Regions from separate parts of the Ovis aries genome. Here region 1 is linked to region 2. A link is a contact called in public Hi-C data. All regions are on one chromosome and are shown on one strand. Each heading gives the region's core, a stretch centred on a gene start, on an enhancer-like site or on the middle of the called end of the contact. The rest is flanking DNA. Distances are from core to core; before and after follow the strand shown. Region 1 holds the start of FLRT3 (fibronectin leucine rich transmembrane protein 3). Region 2 overlaps MACROD2 (mono-ADP ribosylhydrolase 2).

What was found. Hi-C and Micro-C count contacts between places; a contact is called where the count stands out from the background.
Region 1: a contact with region 2 is called in a Hi-C map of hypothalamus, with 5 times the contacts expected there. The contact joins the promoter of FLRT3 here to the enhancer-like site in region 2. A contact is called at or near these places in 4 of 16 Hi-C or Micro-C datasets (hypothalamus, skin fibroblasts and tail adipose tissue).

What each region holds. Positions count from the first base shown.
Region 1 is chr13:7,745,433-7,750,488 of ARS-UI_Ramb_v3.0, reverse strand. FLRT3 (fibronectin leucine rich transmembrane protein 3) reads left to right here and starts at 2,962. Exons shown (of 2, transcript XM_012188142.5): 1 at 2,962-3,185. All of the region lies in intron 3 of MACROD2 (mono-ADP ribosylhydrolase 2), which reads right to left.
Region 2 is chr13:7,531,009-7,536,238 of ARS-UI_Ramb_v3.0, reverse strand. All of the region lies in intron 3 of MACROD2 (mono-ADP ribosylhydrolase 2), which reads right to left. Among named protein-coding and RNA genes, the nearest start is that of MACROD2, 150 kb to the right of the region's middle. Within about 2 kb of position 1,523, at least 13 of the 54 cell types and tissues checked have an H3K27ac peak or open chromatin away from gene starts, as enhancers often do. A contact at or near this core is called in hypothalamus, where this site is marked.

The DNA.
Region 1 (5,056 bases), core at 1,713-4,212, 210 kb before region 2:
TCATCACCTTTCACAAAAACAGAAAATGCGAAGTTCATCGACATGATCAGCTTAGATCATCTGACAGTTTTCAAAACAGAATATGCTAAGTAAGCTTATATTCCAGCCAGTTGTTTACCATCTGAAATTCATTTTCTCATGTACAGTGTTAGATCCACTGGCTAACCCATAAAACTGAACAAAATGCAAAAAAAATGGCAAATGCCTTTTCAACCCGAAGTATCTACTAGTTCTAAATCCTAGGGACGTGGGACCATGAAATGCATGAAGACAACAGGAGAAAAAAAATCAACAGGGTAATAGCGTATTCGCCCACTTCCTTGCTCATTTCCTGGCCATGCAGAACGACTCCTTCAAAGGGGGATTTTGAAGCGCGAAAACCGTGCCATTGGTCCTCCCTGGCCTCTCTTTGTGCTTCCTTCTACCACTTCTTTTCTTTGTTTGTTTGTTTTTTCAGATTTTATTTTATTTTATTTCTTAATGCCTCCTTTTTCCAAGGGCTCAGATGCCCTCATCTCAATCCTAGCAGTTACCACTCATTTGGTACTTACTGTAAGTCAAGTACCGAGCTAATGATTTCAGAAAGATTTAGTAATTTGTCTACAGTCAAGTGGTAAAGCCAAGATGGAGCCCAGACATGCTAGACTGTGAGCCTAAAGGGCTTCTCGTTGAAAAGTGCCTGCCTTCCTTCCCCTCCTACTGGGACAGCTGTCCCCTTACTGCAGTTCATCTCCCTTATGTAATGAAGGAGGAGAGGAAAGCAACCTGAATTAATTCAGAGAAACTCAGTCTTTTCAGAGGTGGCACATTTTATTTCAAAAGGGGTACATATTATTACAAGTTCACCTCCAACTGGCAGAATTTCAGACAGCTGATAAGAGCAAGAAGTAAAAAAAAAAAAAAGAAGAACAAAAATGAAAACAAATGGAAGCAGCAAAAGGGCATATATTTTTGGATGGGGTAGGCTGATGGAAGCTATCCAAGACTTGGCCTTCAAAGTTAGTGCCTTTAGTACAGTTTACATTTTTTCATAATCTCTTGCCTCTTCTACATTTTAATCCACATCTTAAAAAAAAAAAAAAAGAAGCAACAATACATAATTGGCATTCAACAAATCCCTGCTGCCTTTATTTGCCACGTGGGAAGCCCAGAGCAGATAATAAGTCATATTCTGAATGGCAGACGAGGGAATGGAAACCTCAGAACTCCTAACTCCCAGGCCAATGTACCTTCTTCTGGATACTGATTACCAAAACTGTCCATTTATCTTTCTTTTCTGTTTAAGGTCTGTCTGAATGGAGATAAAACTGATTAAACATGGCTATAAAACCATAGGAATTTGGCTAGGCAAAAAGTTCTTTTTAAATATACTCAACTCCCAACTGAAAATAGCTTCTAGAAAGAATTATTTCATAAAACAGTTTAACCCATGTGTTTATTTTGTAGTAACAGAAAAAGAAATCCATCCTTTAGCTGAGAGATTATCTTTAGTGCCACCTCCCTTTCCTCTAAACATATAGCAGCTGCATCTCAATTCAACTTTTGCTACCTAACATTTCTAAGAAATTAGCTTTTCAACAAACATTAGAATTCTAAACCTCCTATATTTATTGGGTCTGCCCTCAGAGGCCAGTAAAAGTGCAATCATAGAACAATAGAGGTCAATATACCTCTTATCAAGAGTTCCCCTTCTACTGTGATATCATTCATTCTTGGAGAGGAACTCAGAAGGCCAAACTGCTATCAAAGAGGCATGTAAATAGATAAACTAAACTAATGAAGAGACCATAATCAAATAGTCCTGGGAAAGACAATTAGCTAGCCTCCTTCAGAAACAAACACTCACAGAAACTTTTAGAAAGCACAAAGGAGAACCTCTGAGAATAAAGCAGACAATATGAGTTTAAGGATACTGCCCTCCAGGTAAATAGAAAAGCAAAATTCTTCCCAATGACATTAAAAAATGAAATGCACTTAGTGGAAAACGTATGGGCCTAAAGCAACTGTTATTCAAACAGTAGAAACTAGTCTATGAAAATCAAAAGTCTATGAAAATAGAAAGTCTATAATTCTGCTAATTAGATATTGCATTGCCCAGAGTTTGCTCATATACATAAATTAAAATACAACCATTTGAATACAAGTAAAACTATTTCTGAAAGGTTTCTTTCTTCTATGTTTGCATCTTAAGTCTGTATCTTAACTCATGTTCAAAGCAAAAACATATCAGAAAGAAAACTACTCTATTTAATAATTTTTCAAAACCTTTTTAGTTTAGGAAGAGTCCCTTTAAATATGAAAAATCTATCTACTAGGCTTTAAAGAGATGTGCAAATAATTTGGGGAGTATATGAAAAATAGTTTCACTTTCTAAAACCAACACATACAAACAATAACTTACTCATTACCTCTAGGAGGAAAAAAAAAACAAAACTAGTTATCTTTTTTTTCCTTTACCCTTGTAGAATTCCTGTTTCCTTCCCTTAAATCAATCAGTTATTTATTTGAACCAACTTTCTATTCATTTGTTGAATAAATATTCACTGTTGGGGTTACTAGCCTTCACATTTATAACATTATTATAACTAGTCAACAATGAAAATATGATTTTGCTTAACTCCTTTCTAATACAGACAGCTTAAAAATAAAAATAACCCGTGTCTTTCTACTGTAACACATAGTCTTCTAGCAGCCTTGCATTTTTCATAAGCTTGCTACCACCACCCTGCTCTAGTCAACTTCAGCAGAGGCTGCGATTCCAAAGGGCCACCTACCAACCAGTGGCATCCCAGCCCTGCCAGGCCAAGCACCTCATTCTGGCTGCTCTCACTCCCTCTAGCGTTGGCAGAGCTCATCTGTCTGATCCTCGAGTTACCTCACTGAGCGAGAGCTCAGCGAAGTCCTGCCCATTCTATGACATCACCCCCTTCTTCAACCATTGCGAGGTGAAGCTTTAACTTCAGACTTGGAGGTGGGCTGTGCAGCAAACTGAAATGCTGGCCCCCACTTGCTCCTCAGTGGAGGAGTGATCCGAACGGGACCGGCTCAGCCTGCAGCTGCCGTGGGCTTTGTGTGGACTGGATTCCGAGCTGGGCAGAGGGGGGCGGTTATTACTCCAGTTCCCAGGCAGTGGAATTACAGCTAGAGCAGCAGGATATATGGGATTGCTTTTTCTCGTCTTCCTGGTAAGTGTTTCCCATGTTTTTCCTTATGATTGTCCCAGAAAGTTTGCTCGGTTTTACTCTCTAGAAAGGAATGGCTTGGTATCATGAGGCATCCAGATACGAACGTTTGCTCTGTCACCAGGACGAGCAGTGTGTGTGCGTGCAAGCCAGCAAGGAAAAATTGGACTGTTACAGCCAAATGCAAGAAGTTTCTTGAAACCTTTATTTCATTAAAGAAAAAAAATAATGATAAGTGGCTATCTTATGTCTCGGGTAGTTGCTATTTGAAAAGAGGCTTATGGAAAACAATAAGTTGGAAAGTTAAATGTTAAAGAACACAAGGCAGATTTTTTCCACAGAGAGGAAAGCGAAAGGTCTAGCTAACTTGGCGTGTACTGTATGTGTGGTATGATCACCAATTGCTGTTTTTATAACTGTGAAAGAAAATCAATAATCCCTCAGCCCATGAGTACGCAGTACATGAAAAGCATACATCTTGCTCACAGCTAGCCCAGCTACTCCTGGAGACTTATGTGCCTCTGTAAGGATTAACAGCTACACCTAGATTTTAAAGCTTGCACTGCTATCCTGCCAGAGCTGCTTCAAGCATTCCAGGCTTGCAAATCTTAACTAGTGAATTCAACTCAGAGGAAGGGGAAACTCTCTTACAAACCATATCCCCTCTCCAGCAGAACGCCAAAATCCATTGCTTGGGCAAATGTGGTATGTGACTAGCATAGTAATTGGCAAAGTCTACTCAGAAAAACTAACAAAGCTCAGCCTGGAAGCTAAGCCTGATGTATGCAGGGATTTCAGGGTGGCAGGGGGAAAAATGAGTAGAGCCTCATCAAGTGGGATACTCAAGAGTATCCATTCACTTGCAACTTATAATAGGAAAATCTTACATCGAAAGAAATATTTTCATACCACAAAGCTTTCAAAAACTACCTAAATGTATCTATTCAAAAAAAATTTTTTTCAGTGAATTAGATCTGAAACAAAATGGTTGCATAGAAGTAAAGAGTGCAACAGGCCTATATTTTCTCAACGTCTGGGAGTTTGATTGTTATTTACTTCCTGAGAATGAAAAAGGAAAAAAAAAGCCTTGATATGTGCCAATTATAGAACCAAATTCTCTAATGGTTTTAACAATTAGCTATTTTAAATTTTCTTAATAAATCGATCCGCTCTAAAATGCACACATATGTTCCCCCATTAGCAGGAAACAATATGAATAAAGACACTATCATAGTGCATAGGCTGAGGCTATGCCTTTCATTTATCCCCAGTCACACAGGAATATCCTAACCAGCATAAACATAAAGAAGGAATTTGTTTTCAGACAGGACCTTAAAGTGACAGCTGACTGATACCCATCTCTTTTGAAATGAGGAAAGAAAGAAATGAACCTTTCGAAAGTACTACAAAATATTAATGTTACCACTACTACCAATATTAATAATAATATGCCAGGGTTTAATCTGTAAGAAGATTAAATCAGATATGCCACTTAGTTTGCAGATATATGTGTGTATACAACGTACACACACACATATCTAGATATATTGATTAGCCTGAAATAAAAAAATAGGGTTACAAAAACATGATTGCATGTACTTAAACAGGAAAATCACATCTAATTTCTTTTTTAAATAGAATACTGCCAAAAATATATCAAACCCAAGATTCAGCAAAGATATTATTGAATGACTAAACAGAATGAATTCATTAATATTGTATATAATACTATATAATACTAATTATCAGTTATTAATTGTGCTGTATAATACTATGTTATTAATTGGGTTTTTCATCCCCCCCCCCATTTTAAATCGATTATGTTTAGGTTCAAAATGCCCAACTAAACACTTCCTAAACATTAACATCTGTCA
Region 2 (5,230 bases), core at 274-2,773:
CATTTATTGATTTGATATATTTATCTATTGCAAAATGTTTATCACAGTAGGACTAGCTACCATGTCCATCATGTCATATATTTACCATTTCTTTCCTGTGATGAGAACATTTAAAATCTATTCTCTTAGCAAATTATGACACTCTGTGTTGTTCATAAAATAATCTCCTCTAATTATTTTACTTTCTTCAAGGATATGTTTCATTTGCTGACTTTGCCAGCAAAGTTGTAATTTACACGTGCAGTTCAAAAAGCATATATCTCTTACTCATTTTAGTGTGAAGCAAGGTTAATGAAGGATAGTCAATCCATAGTCTCCTGAAGAGAGACTTTATACTTCAAAGTGTTTATAAGAACAGGGGATTCAATTAAATAAAATATAGTCAGAAATGTAGTCACAATGAAAAAAACAGACTAGAACTTCTTATATTCCTTTTTTCCTTTAAGTAAGTGGTCACCAAGTAGGAATTCCACACATACTAGATGCCTTAAACCATTCATTAAACAGTATTATCACACTGCTATAAAATGCTGACCCCACTTAAGAATCTGGCTGGTCAGTGATTTCATCATTTCATCAAGCATGTGAAGGCTGTTATCTTCAAGCCGAATGTTGCTATGCAAGATGGTTACACAAATACTGTTTGCTTAAAAGTAGTATTATCTGGAAAAAGAAGTCTCTTTAGCCAAAATAATGTAAATTATTTCCAAAGATATCTCACAAAGCAGCCTAGACTTCTGGCAAACCCCCTGTGAGAATGTAGAAACAAGTATCCTTTGAAGGGAAACTACAGATTGATTAATATACTGAAAGCTATGCACATAACCACCTTCTAAAAACAGGATCACATTGCCATGCTAATAACTTCCTTTTGGCAAGTTAGTTGTTTAAGCTTCCCACTAATCAAATTTTCTAGGGTAATTACCAACAAGAGATGAATTCAATTTTTTAAAACAAGAATAATGAAAGACATGAAAAGTTTTCCTAATTTACTAAACAATGCAAGATTAGTTTGCCAGAGAAACTGCCATATTATACCTCCTTAACATGTGTTTATGTGTGTGTGTGTGTATAGATTCCCACCCTAAGACTTTAAATCAACCTATATTTTTCACAATCCATACTACACAGACATTCCAAGTATCTCTTTTAATTCACAAATAAAGTGATCCTTTGTAATCAGAGTTCCAAGTAATACTTATTCATAATTACACACTATTTTGGTTACAGAAAATACTAATATTCTATAGGGGTTTTCCTAATCAAACCTATGGGCACTTAGCAGACAGCACAAAAAACACTAAAATGCAAATCCTAAAAGCAAGTTTAACAAAATGCTGTTGATATCAAATTTTCTTGTTGTTGTTGTTGATATCAAATTTTAAAAAGCCATCAATTTGGCTGCCTCATACTGATTTCTTATTTAGCAAAATAATGAGAATGATGGCAGAATCCTAATGCTTCCCCACACAGAGCTCTTCTGGGGCATCCAGGCACTCTGCTAACAAGCCAGCAGCTCTGGCTCCCTCGTTTACACGGGGACACCAGTGAGCAGGGAAGGATGGCAGAACACAAAGAGAAAATAACTTGGGGCCTCGGGCAGTTACCCAGGTGATGGTAAAGAGCCAAAATGAAAAACCTGTGGTCGCTAAGCAGCAGCAAAGGCAGAAGAGAGATTCCCTCCAGCTTCGCCGCAGTGTAAGCTCAGATTCATGGAATCACAGCACACCCTGGTGACAAGAATGGGCTACTTCCGGCTTCCCTGATTAAAGTCACTGGAGTACCACCAAAACAGGGAGTAGAATCAGCTAACTAAACTTGTTTGTATCTTCCTGAGAAGAAGCAAAATCACACGGTATTCTCGCCGGGAGAATCCCATGGACAGAGGAGCCTGGAGGGCTCAGTCCATAGGGTCGCAAAGAGTCGGACACAACTGAAGCGACTGAGCACAGCAAGCACACGCACAGTTGCACTTCTAAGAAAATAAAGGAAAACCAAGAGAGTTTACACAAACCAAGTGCTAATGTTATTTTCAAAGCATCTGGTTTACTCACTTCCCAGCAGTGTAAACTTAGGCCAGTTTTTGGATTATTTGCGCCTTAATTTCACATTAGAGAGTTTTTTAAATGTTCACCTTATAGAACAGCCATAAGAATCAAATCAAATAAAATATTTGTAATATGCTTCAAACAGGACCTGGCACAAAGAAAACACTGTATGTAATTCATTTATTTACTACTTTATTTATTTATGTGAATTAATACAATTAACACGGAGATAGGATTTAAGCTGAAAAGGAACTATTATTTTAAGAGCTACAACATACTGAGTGCTTGCTATGTGCCTCAACTGTGCTCTTCACATGCTTTCTCCCCTTTAATATTTATAACAAAACTCTCATATTTAGATGAGGGAAGGCAAACGTGGAGCCCAAAACACAAGTATTTTGTAGATGGCAGAGCCAGGATTCAAACTTGTTTCTGACTCAAAACCTATGCTCCTCAGCACTCCCACAGAGAAAAGTAACTGTATCCAAAACTAACTCTTCCTGTTTTATGGATGAGGAAACTGAAGCCTCTTAGCTAAAGCCCCACAGCTGACTGGGAGGGAAATGAGGAATTAACCATATCTTAGCTACTACAAGCAAACACCTCTTTTCTAAATTACTAAATAGTATACAATTCTATTCCTGCAGGGAATGGTTTCATGAATCACCCGGGATTACAGTTCATCTAAAGATATCTGCTCTATCCTGGCAATACATCCAGGTATATGCTACAGCTGGAAAAGGAAATGGCAACCCACTCCAGTACTCTTACCTGGAAAATCCCATGGATAGGGGAGCCTGGTAGGCTATAGTCCATGGGGTCCCGAAGAGTCTGACGGGACTGAGCGGCTTCACTTTCACTTTTCACTTTCATTCATTGGAGACAGAAATGGCAACCCACTCCAGTGTTCTTGCCTGGAGACTACCAGGGACAGAGGGGCCTGGTGGGCTGCCATCTAGGGGATCGCAAAGAGCCGGACACGACTGAAGCGACTTAGCAGCAGCAGCAGCAGTGTGCTACAGCAAATTAGGAACTAGAAGAAATTTTTTTCCTTGGGTGGCAGAAGGCAGGAAGGAAGGGTATCCTGGATGAGTCTGTACTATGATCAACTGATTCATCACAATAAATACCAAGCCTAGTGCCAAAGCAAGTGGTAAATTTCAACTTTTGTTTCCCCAGCATAGAAGGGAAGATCCATAAGGAGGTCTGGGTAGGTACACAAGCCCACCAGCTGGCACTCTTGGCCAACATCACTGATGACCAGTTCAAAACAAGACCTCTGCGGCAGGTGCATTCTCCCTGAGTAAGCCCAGGCTTGACACCAAAAGAAAAACCAGGCAGATTACTACCCACAGGTGCTGGCTGGGAGTTACCCGGCAGCAGCTGAGGCCGAGGTACCTACAAGCTATATCCTACCACTCTGCCATGAAAAAGTTGATATTTTAACATTAAGGGGGAAAAGATGTGGGTATGTATAATGAAAATAACAGGTGCATCTGCAAGATGTGTAACAATTAGCTCAGTGCCCTCACCCCTATGTGAAAACTGATCAACCTCTAAGTTGTATAAATCAAACTAAATCAAAGGTTGTGATTAAAAGATAAAGAGTTAAAAGATAAACAGAACTAGATTTAAATTCTAAACTTGTTCTTGAATCATAGTCTTGCCATATACTACCTATGCAACCCCTAGCAAGTCACTTAGCTTTTCTGAGCCTCACTTGCCTTCCCTATAAAATGGAGGTAGTATCTACCACACATGTTCATTGAAGGCAGTGCTTCACCAACTATGGTCCCTGGACCCACAGCACTAGCTTCACCTGGAAATTTGTTAGAAATGCAAATACAGATCAACTGATTCTGAAACTCGGAGGCTGGAGCCCAGCAAATTATGTTTGGCCTTCCAAGTGATTCTGCTGCTCAGGTTTAAAACCACTGCGCTATGGATTATGCGTATTATTACATGCTGAGTGTCACCGTGTGTGCTATGTACTAAGAACCTAATTAATTTCAAAAACAAATGTCTGCACCAACATACCTCCCACCTTCTGCCTTTACACTGTTCCCTCCAGAAATGCTCCCCCCGTTTTTCTAAACCTTCGCATTCTTTAAGAATCCAACTCAAATCCCATCTGCCTGTGAAATTCTTTCCTGATCACAATATTTCTCCACTCCCCACCTCTAGCTTTTATTATCTAGACCTGTTCTGCCCCATACTGTAGCCAAGAGCCACACAGAGCTATAGAGCACTTAAAATACAGCTAGTCTGAATTGAGATGTACTGTGACATAAACACTGGATTTCAAAGTCTTGGTGTAAAAAATAGTAATATCTTAATTTTGTGTTGATTGCATGTTGAAATGAGAATATGTTGACTATTCTGAGTTAATAAAATACATTAAAATTAATTTACCTGTTTTTACCTTTTAATGTAGCAAGTAGAAAATTTTAACTTACATACATGACTCTCATTATACTTCTAATGAACAATACTGGTCCTAAGTTAGACCATTCATTTGTCAAAGACAAACTCCTTAGATTTTTTAATTTTTCACTTCTTTGTTACACTTCAGGATTGTGTAATAGTTAAGAACTCATCTAGAATAAGATTACTTGAATTCAAATCCTGGCTGCACTAGTGCTTACTTTTTTATTCAACTATAACACAGCAGTAATAACAGTACTATCTTTATAGATTTGTTATGAGGGTTAAATGAAATAATATATGTAAGATGACCATGCCATGTTCATAATAAATGCTCAATAAAATGGAATATTATTATTCTAGATATAGTATAACCATGAAATCATTTTATTCAGAAAAAGATGAACAGGAAGATGGTAGGAGACATAGATAAGAATAGTTCTAGAGTTGCCTCATAAGAATCATTTTCATTGTTTGAAAAATTATATAAATTGGAAAGCACTAGCTGTTAGTTGCATTACAGAGAGTTATTTTAGAAGTTAAATATTTATTCATATAAACTACTCTGAAGTAAGTAAGTGTTGAGTTTAGACTCTGAGATTCTGCAGAGGAATGGAAACAGCCATATCTCCATGTGGATTAATACTGAAGGTTCATGTTAAGTAATTTGAACACAGGACTGGCACCATAATTTGTGAGACTCAGTGCAAAATAAAAATAAGCAGTCTCTTTAAATAAATTCTTAAGAATTTCAAGAT